Regions from separate parts of the Ovis aries genome. Here region 1 is linked to region 2. Evidence: chromatin contacts called from public Hi-C data. All regions are on one chromosome and are shown on one strand. The core of a region is the stretch at or near the end of the contact, and the rest is flanking DNA. Distances in the headings are between cores, read along the strand shown.

Region 1 (6,222 bases), core at 1,138-3,637, 150 kb before region 2:
ATGGACAGAAAAGCCTGGCAGGCTACAGTCTGTAGGGTCGCAAAGAGTCGGACACAACTGAAGCGTCTTAGCACGCACATTCTCTAACACTGATATATTTTGTCCTTAGAGTGTTTTTCTGACTCAAAATTATGCTCAAAACCAAACCATAATGATACGCTCTCAGTCTGTTTCCCCTTTTACCATCACTCCCCTAGAAACCTGAGAGTCACCCCAAGCTCCGCATCCTCCTTAAATCCCTGATCCCCGCCTCTTGCCCTCTCCAGTCCTTCGCCTTAGTGTTATGAGTATCCATTAGGCCTTCAGCATCATTCTCCTGGTATATTTCAGTTTCTCCCAAATGCTTCCCCTTCTCTGGTTGAGAACCCTCAGCAGGGCCCCTCTATCCACTCTCTTCATACTCTCCTTTTTAGCATCTTCAGTATCTCCGCTTTGCCTTTAGATTTGAGCACATACTCTTTAGCATGGCTTTGGGGGCCTACTTCTCAAGCTCCATTTGCTGCTGCTCTCTGCTCTTTACATGCCAAAATCTAGTTCCCCAGGTATTCCATGCCACTCCATGCCTCCCTGCTGTGAACATGCCAGAAGAACCTCTTTCCCCCTCTGCTAGACATGGTAAATCTCATATTCTTCCAAGTTAGATAAAACAGCTCATCCTTAAAGCTTGACTTAGTTTTCAAAGTATTAATTCATCATTTCTTACTTGGTGCTAACATTATTTTTATTAATTTTGTCTCTTATTGTATCAGTCTCTCTGATTGCAATTATTAGTTGTCCTGTGTCACTCTCCCAGTTGGCAGTGAGTTCCTTATAAATATTTTACTTACCCCTGTGCTCCCAGCCCAGTTCTGTCACCTAGTAGGTGCTCTTGGGAGTTTATCTGAGCTTACAATGAAGAGTCCAGCTCTGATAGCCAGTGTTGTAAATGACTGCTTCATCTATGATTTGAATATATTTTCCTTTTTAAACAGAAGAAAACAGTCTTTAAATTCATACCATTTTAAAGCTAAAAGGAAGGGTGTTTCAACTGCAAGTGCCCTAAAACAAAACTCAAAACTGGCTCGAACAATAAAGAGAATGTGTTGACTTACGACATGGGAAAAATTCAGTCTTGTTTCTGGCAAGACTTGGTCCAGCTGCCCAGGGAGGTCACCAAAGATAGCGGCGTGTCTCTGCTCCATCCTCCGCAGAGTCATCACCGCCATGGGGCCCCCCAGTGCTGCCTCCAGCAGCCCCTGACTCTCCCTCCAGGGGAGCAAAGAGCATTAGCACCTCCTGGCTTCATGTCTTTGCCCTAACTGTCTAAGGAAGAAGAAGGTCTCTTATAGGATGTAGGAGAGGGAGAGATAAAGCATCTTTTCCCAAAAATCCATGCTAACATCTGCTGCCTAATGATCTCCAGCTGGGTCATGTTCCCATCTTTCAGCTCATCATCACAGCCAGAGGTGAGCGTTGTTCCCTGGTGCTAAAGCTATTCCAGGTCTACTCTTGGAGCTACAGGTTGGGGGTTAAGGAGACGGGCTAAAATCCCACCAAAAGCATCTGACTGCGAATGTGAGCAAGAGTGTGTTACCCAAAGGAAAAATCGGATTATTGCTGGCAAAAGAAAGAGTTAATAAAAGTCTGGAAAAGGACAACTAATGTTCATTATGAAGGACTTTAGAAATCTTTTGGGCCAGACTCCCATAATTGTTTCAAGAACAAACTTCTTTTTTATTTCCCTGGAGCCTGAGACCTCCACGTAAGAAAAGAGCTTCTCAAGGTGAAGTGAGGAGTGGCTGCAAGTCGTGAGGCAGGGCTGGAGCAGCAGCCTTGTCTTCTTTGACGAGTCAAGCTTGAGAACCAGTTGTGGGATCGTAATGGGTTAAGGATCCCTGATCTCAGCCAGGCCTCCTTGCTTTCCAGTGAGAGACCTGAGGTCCAGAGAGGCTAAATCACCCGGGTTTCAGAGCTGATTATCTGAGCGGAACCTGGCTTGGAACCCACAGCTCATTCATCCTAAGTCACTTCACGGTGCATCATCATCATCTGCCGTGAAGTGAGCAGCTACCAAGTTCTGGAAGGACATGCATATAAAACCTTTTTTTTTTTTTTTTTTGGTAAATTATGGTCATCTTGATTTCAGAATAGTTGGGTGAATCATCCAACATACTTTTACTGTATATTATACTTTTCATTATTAAAAAGAGCAGTTATGAAAGAAAGCTGAAACCATTTTTGGTTGAATAGAATTTTACCATTTTCATTTTGTCTTGTTTCCAAGATTCTGCACTAGTGTGGCATTCCCTAAATAATAAATGTATTGTACGTTTCAGTGTGTGGTAGCAGCAAAGAATGACTTCATAGACCACTTGACCTGCTCTGTTGTGGTTTATGATGCCATCTGGATTCCTTGGTGGAATTATTTCCATCTAAATCACTATAAACTCCTATTTAGCTTGTCACAAATCTAAAGCCAGATATGTTTGTGGTTTTTAGTAGTGATGTAATTCTGAAAGACACTTTGAAAGTTACAAGTTGTCGTATACCCTTAGCATTTCACTTAGGGTTCCATATAATTCCAGACAAACTAGAAGCTTGAAAAAAAAATCTATTACTCTTTTTTTTTTTTTTAACTCTTAACCATTCTGCCTTTGCTGTGGCTTTGGTTATACATCAATCAAGTATGTGTGGGGAACACTGGGAGGCTCTGTGGGCTACACAGTAATGTAAGCCTGGTCCCTGCCACTTCTTAATGAGAAAGCTTATATAGATAGATGGAAAGGATGTCTCTAACTATATGGTGAAGAGAGAATAAGAGAGAGCCTCTCTTTGTCTTTGATATCACTGCCAGTTGTGAGAAAGAAACTGGATCACATTGCAAGATAGACACATACTGCAGGGTGGCCATGTTGACCTGCACAGAGAGAAAGGACTCAACTACAACATACTTTCTAGGAGTGTGTGACCTAGTTGGCTGCCAGGTAGGAGCAACAGCAAAACGGCAGAACCTGCCAACAGGGACTCGGGGTCTAATATTCAACAGAAAAGTCTGAAGATTTCTAAGGCCCTGCGTTTTTGTCCTGAATTTTCCCCAGAAAGGCTTGGGGGCAGAGGAGGGAGTCACTGGTAACAGTGGTAGGTGGGGGAGGGGTGCCAAACCGACAGTGCAGAGCGGAGCACGAACCCACAGAGAGGAGGGAAGCACAGAGACGAGCAAGGAGGCCAGGAGAGCAGTTCCCAGAGAGCTGCAGCACACTCCGGGCAGGCTGAGGACGCACGGGGCAGGCGGGTTGCCGCGCGGAGTCCAGGGTGGCAGGCTGGGGACGCACGGGGCAGGCGGCTTGCCGCGCAGAGCAAGAAGAGAAAATGGGTCAGGATGGGTAGCTGGCTGTCTCAGAAACAGACAGGAGGCCGGGAAGCACAGCTCCAGGCTGATTCAACTAGCTGTGTGTTGGGGAGTCAGGCTTCTTAGCAGGAAGGCTTAGGGCCTCAAGGCTGGGGTTCCAGTCCTGGCTCTACCACTTGCTGGCTCTGTCCCCCGGGAAAGTGGACTCCTCATCTGTGAAATGAGGAGATGGGGTTAATTGGTGCTTTATGAGATAAAGAACCATTATCCTCTGCAGCAGAGACCACAGGTTGGGACTTCTAGAAATGGTAGTGACACTTGTTTATCTACTCAGTGGTGGAGAGCATGTGTGACTCATGAAGCACCGTGCTGTGTGCCAGCATCACAGAATCCTGTCCTTTCCTTGGCATTCTTGCCCTGGAGAATGAGGCTGGGAGCAAACCATCACGAACAAGTTAATTTGCGTTACCGAGAACTGCTGTGAAGATGGTAAAAGAAGGCAGTGTGGTCGGGGAGGGGCTGATGGAGGAGAACTGAATCCTCTCTGAGGAGAGAACATTAGAGAGAAACCTGACTTGCAGGAAGGAGCTTCCTAGGAGACAGTCCAGGGCTAAGGCAGACCGCTCAGAAGAAGCAGCAAAGGCCCTCAGGAAGGAATGAGTCTGACACATTCAAACAGCAGAAAGGAGACCGGTGTGGTTAGGGTGAGCAGGGGGCTGTTGGGGAGGTAAGCCGGCACCAGACTACATGGGACCTTGGAGGCAGTGGTAAGAAAGTTGGATCTCATCCCAAGTGCAGCGGTAAGCCTTTGGAGGGCTTTAAGCAGGAGAATGAAAGGAAAGCCTTGCTGTACATTATGGAAAGATCGCTCTGGAGATTCTGTGAAGGATAAAATGAAGGAGAGCAAGAGGAGAAGCAGAGATGAATTAAGAGGGAATTGTAATAGTGAGAGGTGGTGATGGCTTGGATGAAAGTGGCAAGGATGTAGGGAAGAAGTGGGTAGACAGGAATGTGTGTAGAGGTTTGGGAAGAAGGAAATGGGGACAGTACCCCCCACCAGCCCTCGTCTCTGCTAGTGCCGACATAGATCTTCATGTCTATTCAGGAAATCTGCTTATGACAGAGTCTCCTGTTCATTTGTCAATTTCTGGTTTGGGAGTGCAGGAGTAAGTATCCTGTTTTGGTAGCAAATATAATAGTTGAGTTTCAAGATGTTATAGAAAAGCCTAGTAAACAGAGGAACACCAAAGCAAGTATATATTTCTTGCCCTAGCAGAATGGATTGAGGGCCAGGTTAGCAGTCCACAGCATTTCTCAAAGGAAGAACTTCCCCTGGGTCTCTGTAAGAATCCAGGAAAAAGCTGACTCTACTTGGGTCATGTGAAGTGAAGTGAAGTGAAGTTGCTCAGTCGTGTCCGACTCTTTGTGACCCCATGGACTGTAGCCTACCAGGCTCCTCAGTCCATGGGATTTTCCAGGCAAGAGTACTAGAGTAGGGTGCCATTGCTTGGGTCATGTGGCCACTCCCAAATCAAATGTTAGGTCCGGGGATGTGGCTCAGTGGGTAAAATGATGGGTGAAGCATCCTTTGTGTCCTGCATCCTATTAATAAGACATAAAAAGAAGGGTCAGGGACAGTTTCTTCAAGGCAAAGGTACAGACAAACAAAAACAGTATGCCTATAAAGATGCCTTCACTTGAATTGCTCCAGATGCCACAACTCCTCAGAATGCCTGGTCATAGCCAAGCCTAAATTATAGCTCTCTGAAATTATTCCATTCCTTTGTCTTCAAAGGAACTTTTGTGAAGCCCAAAATATAAGCATTCTGTCAATCAGTTTTCCTCATTCACTTCTTTATATGTTTGATTATCTTCTGAAACTCTATAAAGTAATAAAAATTCTCTTTAAGATTTTGTCCTGGCCTGGTTCTCAGTATTTCTTCTAGGTGACGTGGGACGTCAGACACCCCAGCACCAACTTCTGTGTATCAGGCGTGGGTAACTTGAGGGCCCTGTCCATATCCAGGTGGCCTCAGGCTTCCATCCACTGGACTGTACGCCTGCACATAGGTTAGTACAGACCCAGTGGACATAGAATTCTTCAAACTCTTTCAGATACACAGTGGAAGGCTCTCCTTTAACCTCACTCCCTTTCCCTTTGTGCTCATACCTCAAGCATCAGATCACTCCTCTCTCATGGACCTATTTTCTGGGGAGAGGATCCACAAGAGCTGAGAAGTTCCTCGAGGCCCTTGTGAATGGTCGGTTTCACAGAGAGAAGTCTAGGCTGTGTACCCAGGTCTCGTTAATTTGTTGTTGGTTCCTTCTCATCTTCCTTAAGGTTTCGTGCCTCTTGACTCTGGCTGTTTGTGAACTCTCAGTCCTGAGCTGTGCTTGGGCATTTTCCCTCTAGCCCCAGGAATTCCCATTTATTGAGTAGATTATACAAATAAGGCCCATGGAAGCACTCTGAAATTACCTCCTTTGTGTCATTTCTTCATTCCTAGTCTAAATACATCTCAGCTAAGTGACAGGAAGCTTGAATTATTTTCTATTAATACCCAATAGTGTACAAATCATTTATTCAGTAAATATGCATTGCTCAAATACTCATAAGCACTGAGATTTCAGTGATTCAGATTCCTGGCCTCTTCAGGTAAATTATATTCTAGTGGAGCAAACAGACAGACATGTGGAGGAAACATATAATATGCCAGGAGAGTAACTAGGGTAACTTTAAAACAAAAGGCAAGCCTGGTGTTTGGAGGAGAAAGGAGTATGTGTACAGGCGAGAGGAGCAGGGTTATGTAGAAAGATTAGTCGGAAAAGGTGCCTCTGAGAACTGATCTGGTGGATTTGGGTGGGAAGAGACTTGGATTTGGAGAGAAATCTCT
Region 2 (5,680 bases), core at 2,311-4,810:
TATACCATCAGTAGAATCTTTGTCTTATTCACTGGTGAGATATCTCAAAAATCTATCTTTTAGAATACAACTTGGCACATAATGGATGCCCAATAAGTATTTATTGATTTAATGAATTTATTAATCAGGAATGGGTTTTACTGTCTCTAGAAACTGGAAAGTAGCAGTGTTTGAGAAGTCTATGTAAAGAAATTCTATGGTACAAGTGTGAAATTTTTGAAGGATGTGGTGATTTTTATAGTTAATTTTTCTTCAGTTTCTTTTCATTGTTATTACTACACTGAAAATTTATCACTGAGATAATTCCTTCTTGTTGTTGAAGTTCTTTCTTAGACTCCCAGGTTAGGGAGGAACAGTAGAGATCCCCTCTGCAAGACTCTGTCGGGTCATCTCCCAAAAGGCCGCCTGTGAAGAGGCCCTTCAGCCCACCTGGATATGTGCCAGTCCTGGCGGGGCTGTACCATTGCAGTTTGCCTGCTTTCAGGGTTTGTTTTCCTGTCTTGACCAAAACAATTAAAGGAAAAACAGTTTGCTGAATTGAGAAGATGTACCTGCTACCCATTTAAAATGGTGGTTGGTGGTTTAGTTGCTAAGTCATGTCCGACTCTTGCAACCCCATGGACTGTAGCCTGCTAGGTGCCTCTGTCCATGGAATTCTTCAGGCAAGAATACTGGAGTGGGTTGCCATTTCCTTCTCCAGGGGATCTTCCCAACCCAGGAATCAAACCCAGGCCTCCTGCATTGCAGGCAGATTCTTTACTGACTGAGCAACGAGGGAAACCCAAAGAAAACACAATTTGCTGAACTGAGAAGAGGTACCTGTTACCCATTTAAAGTACTCAGAATTATTTACTCTGGAATATTAATGAGGATCATTATCAAACTCACTATCCTATGATCTACAGCTTTTTACATTCTTTTCTTTGTGGAAATTGTGCTATTTGTCTACCTCTGTCCTTTAAAATCCCCAAAGTGAGCTTGACAGTGAAGACCTTGCTGCAGCCATCAACAAGAGTCAGATCCTCTATTTTGTAGGTGTTTTCCCTTTCCAAGTGGAATCATGAGATCAGTAATTGTTTTCTTTCACTGCACAACATATCAGGAACCCCAGTTAATATATATTACATTAAAAGAAAAAAAGCACAGTTGGGTGGTTTCAATTTTTCAGCCAGTCATGACCATTATATCTAAGAGAGAGGGGAAATGCTTATTTCTCATCTCAATATGACTAGGTCATGGGAAGGAGCTTGTTAGAATTTTTTCGCAGGTTTGATTTTCTTCTAGGCATCCTTCTATAGCGTATACAATGTGCCTTGGCTTTCCTGAACTCTGAGCTCTAGCCATGTGGGCTCTTAACTGTTACTCATGTACTTGTGCTTAGGTTTTTGATAAGAGTTTTTTGAGCCTGCAGTTGATTCACGCTGTTTGTGGGGCCTGAAGCTTATACAATTTAGAGTTCATCATTACCAAAAAAAAATATTTTGCACATTTTATGGAAACATGACCATGGGAATCTTTGTGAACTTGAAGATGTCAGGCGGGTCCCCTGTAAGTTCTTCTCCATGAGAAAGTAGAACCTGGTAGCCCTGGAGGCTCTGACTGGCTCCTAATCTTGGTTCTGCCTCTTACCCTGTGACTTTGGGCAAATAACCTCTCAGTGTCTCATCTGTAAAGTGTGGATATGCTAGTACCTGTCCGTAGGGTTTGGGGTGAGATAAGCAAGATAATCTGTGTAACATGTTTCAAATAATACCTAGAACCCAAAGTACACATATGTACATGTTAGTAATTGTTCCATTTTGCTCTGCTGGTTAGGTTCAGTCCTGTGTTCTCCCCAGCTTCTTTTACCTTCTAGATTTTGAGATTATCTTGAGAACTTGAACATTCATGCACCAATCTGTGTCTGAATGAGGCTTCTGGCAGATAGGGGGCTCCAGAGCCAGCAATATCTCTCTATTTCTAACTCAGGACTGTGCTCTGCTCCTGCGTCCTGATCCACACCTCCCCCAGCAGCCTGTAGTGGAGTCCTGCAGTGAACCCTGGGCTGTGTCCCGCGTGTCACACCGCCCTCAGGGCCATGGACTTCTTTGTAGAGCTAGAGGCCTCGCTTTCTGGGTGTACCAGTACTTTGCTTTTTCTTCCTAAGAAATTGATTTCTGTTAGACAAGATACACCTTTCATTTCTGGATTTCAGACAGGGTGGGTATTCCTCTGCAGTGGACTGATAAGCATATTTACCTTGTAGTATTGTCAGTGGAGGCCTTCAGTCTTAAATGGTCTTAGGAAGGTTCTCCCTAGACCTGTGTGAAGCAAGTCCATGAGGAGAAAAGACTTAATTCCTAGGTTCCCCCAGGTCGGTAGGGAGGGAACCTCTTCGTCTTCCTTCCTCCCAGGACCAGGAAGCTTCAGGGTGTGAGTGTGAGGCAGGCATATCCGCCCTGGGAAGGTTAGGAATTAGGGATGTGCGTCCAAAGAGAGGAGGCCTTCTGGGCAATTCATAACCTAAGCATTTATGGCCCTCTCCTCTCTTCGCCCACACGTCTTCTAGGGGACCCCAGCTGCTGAGTGGCTAGGCACACTGCTATGATATCATTGTTGTTTCTTCTTTCCTCTTCTCAGATGTTTGCACACTAATCTTTCATCATTATCTTAAAACCTCTCTGCCTGCCTAGTGCTGCAGAAGGCTCCTCAATTGGATGGAGAGAGCGCTTTATGATTGCAGTTTTCCCTCCTTCCTTTTGTTTCACGTGGGAGGAAATAGAGAAAATAATCAATACCATGTGTAGTGAGTCTCTTATAACTCCAACATGTGATTCTACTTTGGAAGCAAAAATAGCAACAGGAATCATACTTCTAATTGAGTATAGAAACTCTACTTATATGAAATAGCACATTTTAAGCTTGTTGGAGTCCTTGGCCCTTAGGAGGTGAGCTGGAACCTTAGGGCGGCTCTTCAGAGTGCTCCCACAGCCAGATCTCTCCCCCTGAATGGACACGCCTTCGTCTCTGTCTTTCCCTTTCTTCAGAGGCCTAGATGTGAATAAAAGCCCCTCCCGCAACCTCACCTCAGACAGACAGACAGACAGACACACACACACACACACACACACACGGGCTTTGCACACACACACACACGGGCTTTGCCTGCCAGGTGTTTGTTCCTAAATTTCTTCCTCTCTGGACTTTGTTTTTTTCATTTTCTGTTTCTCCTTTCATTGACAACTCTGCTGTTGACATCCTTTCCAGCATTTTCTAAAACATGCATGTGGAAGGAAGCTACTTTTTATGAGGGCCAGTGGAAGAACTGAAATGTTTTAGGTCTGAGGCATCTCTGCCAAATCTCTTATTATGAACTTTTGAACCATGCTGGCAACACCCTTCAAGACTACAGATTCTGGGGCTGGTTTGAATCGAAGCCGCAGCAAGTTCACGGTGCACCGATCTGCTGCACTGATGGTGCTGGTTGTTGTTGGATGCCTTCTCACATCTCCCTGAGTTGGAAGGATTTTTTAAGCCACAGAGTCTAAGGCACCACCCCGTTCTCAGTTCTTAATCCTTTGTCTGCAGGCCGCAGAGCTGCCTGTGCTAGCTTAGAGAGTTCCTGTCTCAGCTTAGTTAGAAGGGTGGGAGTGGGAGAACATTCAGGGGTGGAAAAGACTCAGACTTTGGAGCCACGCATGGTCCAGATGAATCCCTGCCAAGCCTGTGACCTTGGCCAAGTCATCGCTGCATGAATACGATGCATCTACCTTGGGATGCCATCTTCTTTGCTTATGAGAAACTCTTCTCTTTTTTGATCCTTATTTTATGAATGAAATATTTATCAGGAAGAATGCAAACAGTACCAAAATATGAAAGTAAAGAAGCGAAAGTATTCTGTATCCCTTACCCCCACCCAACTGCTTGTACACCTTTAAATATCATTTGGACATTTTAGAAATTGAATTATAGTCTATCATGTGGACTTCAATTATGTATTTATTCATTACTTCCATACTGGTGGATATTTCCTTAAAAAGTCACTTGTGTGGAAAAGTGTATAACTTCTGATCCAACATTTAAATATGTTCATGGATATTGCCAACTTGCTGCCTAAAAAACAGTTGACTAGTTCCCACTAATGGTTCAAAAAAGAAGGGAGATCTCCTCTTGATGTTAAAAACAGACAAAACTATCTGTGAGCAACCTTGTCGAAATTCAAGTCACGGGCTTTAGTTCTTTATTTTCAAGTCTTGATTCAGTGACATTCGTGGCCCCTCCCCCATCTGTCACCTCCACCAGACTCAAGTGGGGGTTGGCAATGAGATGAGGCTAAAGAATGGAGTGAGGGCATCTCTTTTTATAAATTATTTGACTGTAATTTTTTTAAAAATAGCTCAGTTGGCATCAAAATGATAACTTTATCAAAATAGCTATCAAAGAGTAGCTGGATAGGAGTGGCCAGCAAAATGTAGATAGAAAGTGAAGGGTTAACATTTATTGGGGTCTTAAGATTTATGTAAATGAGGTCATTGATCCTTCTCAGCACCTTCTGATGTGAGTTGTTATTAATGATCTCTGATTTACAGGTGAGGAAGTGGGCATGGCAGAGATGAGATTCTAAATAGAGCATTCAGTTTCCGGGGCTCATGCTCCTAACCATTTTAATTTGAGGTCAGAACTCAGGGCAAATTGGCATCTCTCAGAGGAGGAGGAGAAGGCAGACCAGAGGGGGAAGCTCCAGATCTTTTAACAAGAAGTCAGAAGGAAGAGAGGTGGGAGGGGGCCCCAGGAGTGCTGCAGAGAGGCCCAGAAAAGGAAACAGGCCACTGGACTTGGCCATGGAAAGATCACTGGTGACCTTTTAAGAGACCATTTTCAGTAGAGCACATTTCTGATGGGAGTGGAGTGGGGTTTAGGAATAAATACTAAGAGAGGAAATGGAGAGGACTGTCGTGATATAGAAGAGAAACAAGACCGTGTTTGAGGCTGGCAGCAGGTTCAACTGAAGATGTGCTTATTTCATTGCGCTTGTCCATTGATGGACGGGATAAAGGCCAGGGCTCAATACACATGGCAGGTGGGAGCAAAGCAGCACAGAGAAGAAGCTTTGCCATGAAAAACTGGGAAGGTATTGGGCTGGCCAAAAAGTTCTTTCAGATTTTCCCATGTTTCAAAAAGCCGAATGAACTTTTCGGCCAACCCAATAAAAAGGACGAGGACCAGAGAAACAGAACCGAGGTGGATAAGACATCCCTTTTTCTGTTGCAAGTGCTGTGTTGCCCTTCTCACAGAGCCCCTGATATCTGATGGCATACTCAGCAGGAGCAGGAGAAGAGGGTCCAGGCCAAGGCCTACGTGTGGAAAACACTGTTGATTCAGCCACTTCTCTGCTTAGTCCTCCTGGAGCCCCCTTTGCAGCCTGGGCACTGCTGTCTCTTCATTCCCTTCCTTGGCCCTTGATTGGAAAGGATGTGAAGTTGGGTTGATTTTGTTATTTGTGCCTGGGTGACCAGCAAGCCTTCACGACACAGCATCTGGGATACCTTGGTGTTGGGTGTAGCCATCTGATGGAGGCTTCCGTGCTTCCAGAGAAACTCACTTTTTCCCTCCCTTTCTGTGCTCTCAGATTGCATTACAATCAGGTACAATGTGAAGTTAGTTTTTACTGCTGAAATGCAAGAGTGCCCTCATGGAAAAT

Evidence for each region. A called contact is a pair of places that touch in the nucleus more often than the background predicts.
Region 1: a contact with region 2 is called in a Hi-C map of skin fibroblasts, with 3 times the contacts expected there. The contact joins two enhancer-like sites. A contact is called at or near these places in 4 of 16 Hi-C or Micro-C datasets (hypothalamus, liver, skin fibroblasts and 1 more).

Annotation. Positions count from the first base shown.
Region 1 is chr1:72,158,341-72,164,562 of ARS-UI_Ramb_v3.0, reverse strand. All of the region lies in intron 2 of ALG14 (ALG14 UDP-N-acetylglucosaminyltransferase subunit), which reads left to right. The region is part of intron 2 of LOC121819814 (a long non-coding RNA gene); the gene reads right to left. Among named protein-coding and RNA genes, the nearest start is that of ALG14, 30 kb to the left of the region's middle. Within about 2 kb of position 2,387, at least 2 of the 54 cell types and tissues checked have an H3K27ac peak or open chromatin away from gene starts, as enhancers often do.
Region 2 is chr1:72,012,936-72,018,615 of ARS-UI_Ramb_v3.0, reverse strand. All of the region lies in intron 1 of CNN3 (calponin 3), which reads left to right. Among named protein-coding and RNA genes, the nearest start is that of CNN3, 8.7 kb to the left of the region's middle. Within about 2 kb of position 3,560, at least 14 of the 54 cell types and tissues checked have an H3K27ac peak or open chromatin away from gene starts, as enhancers often do.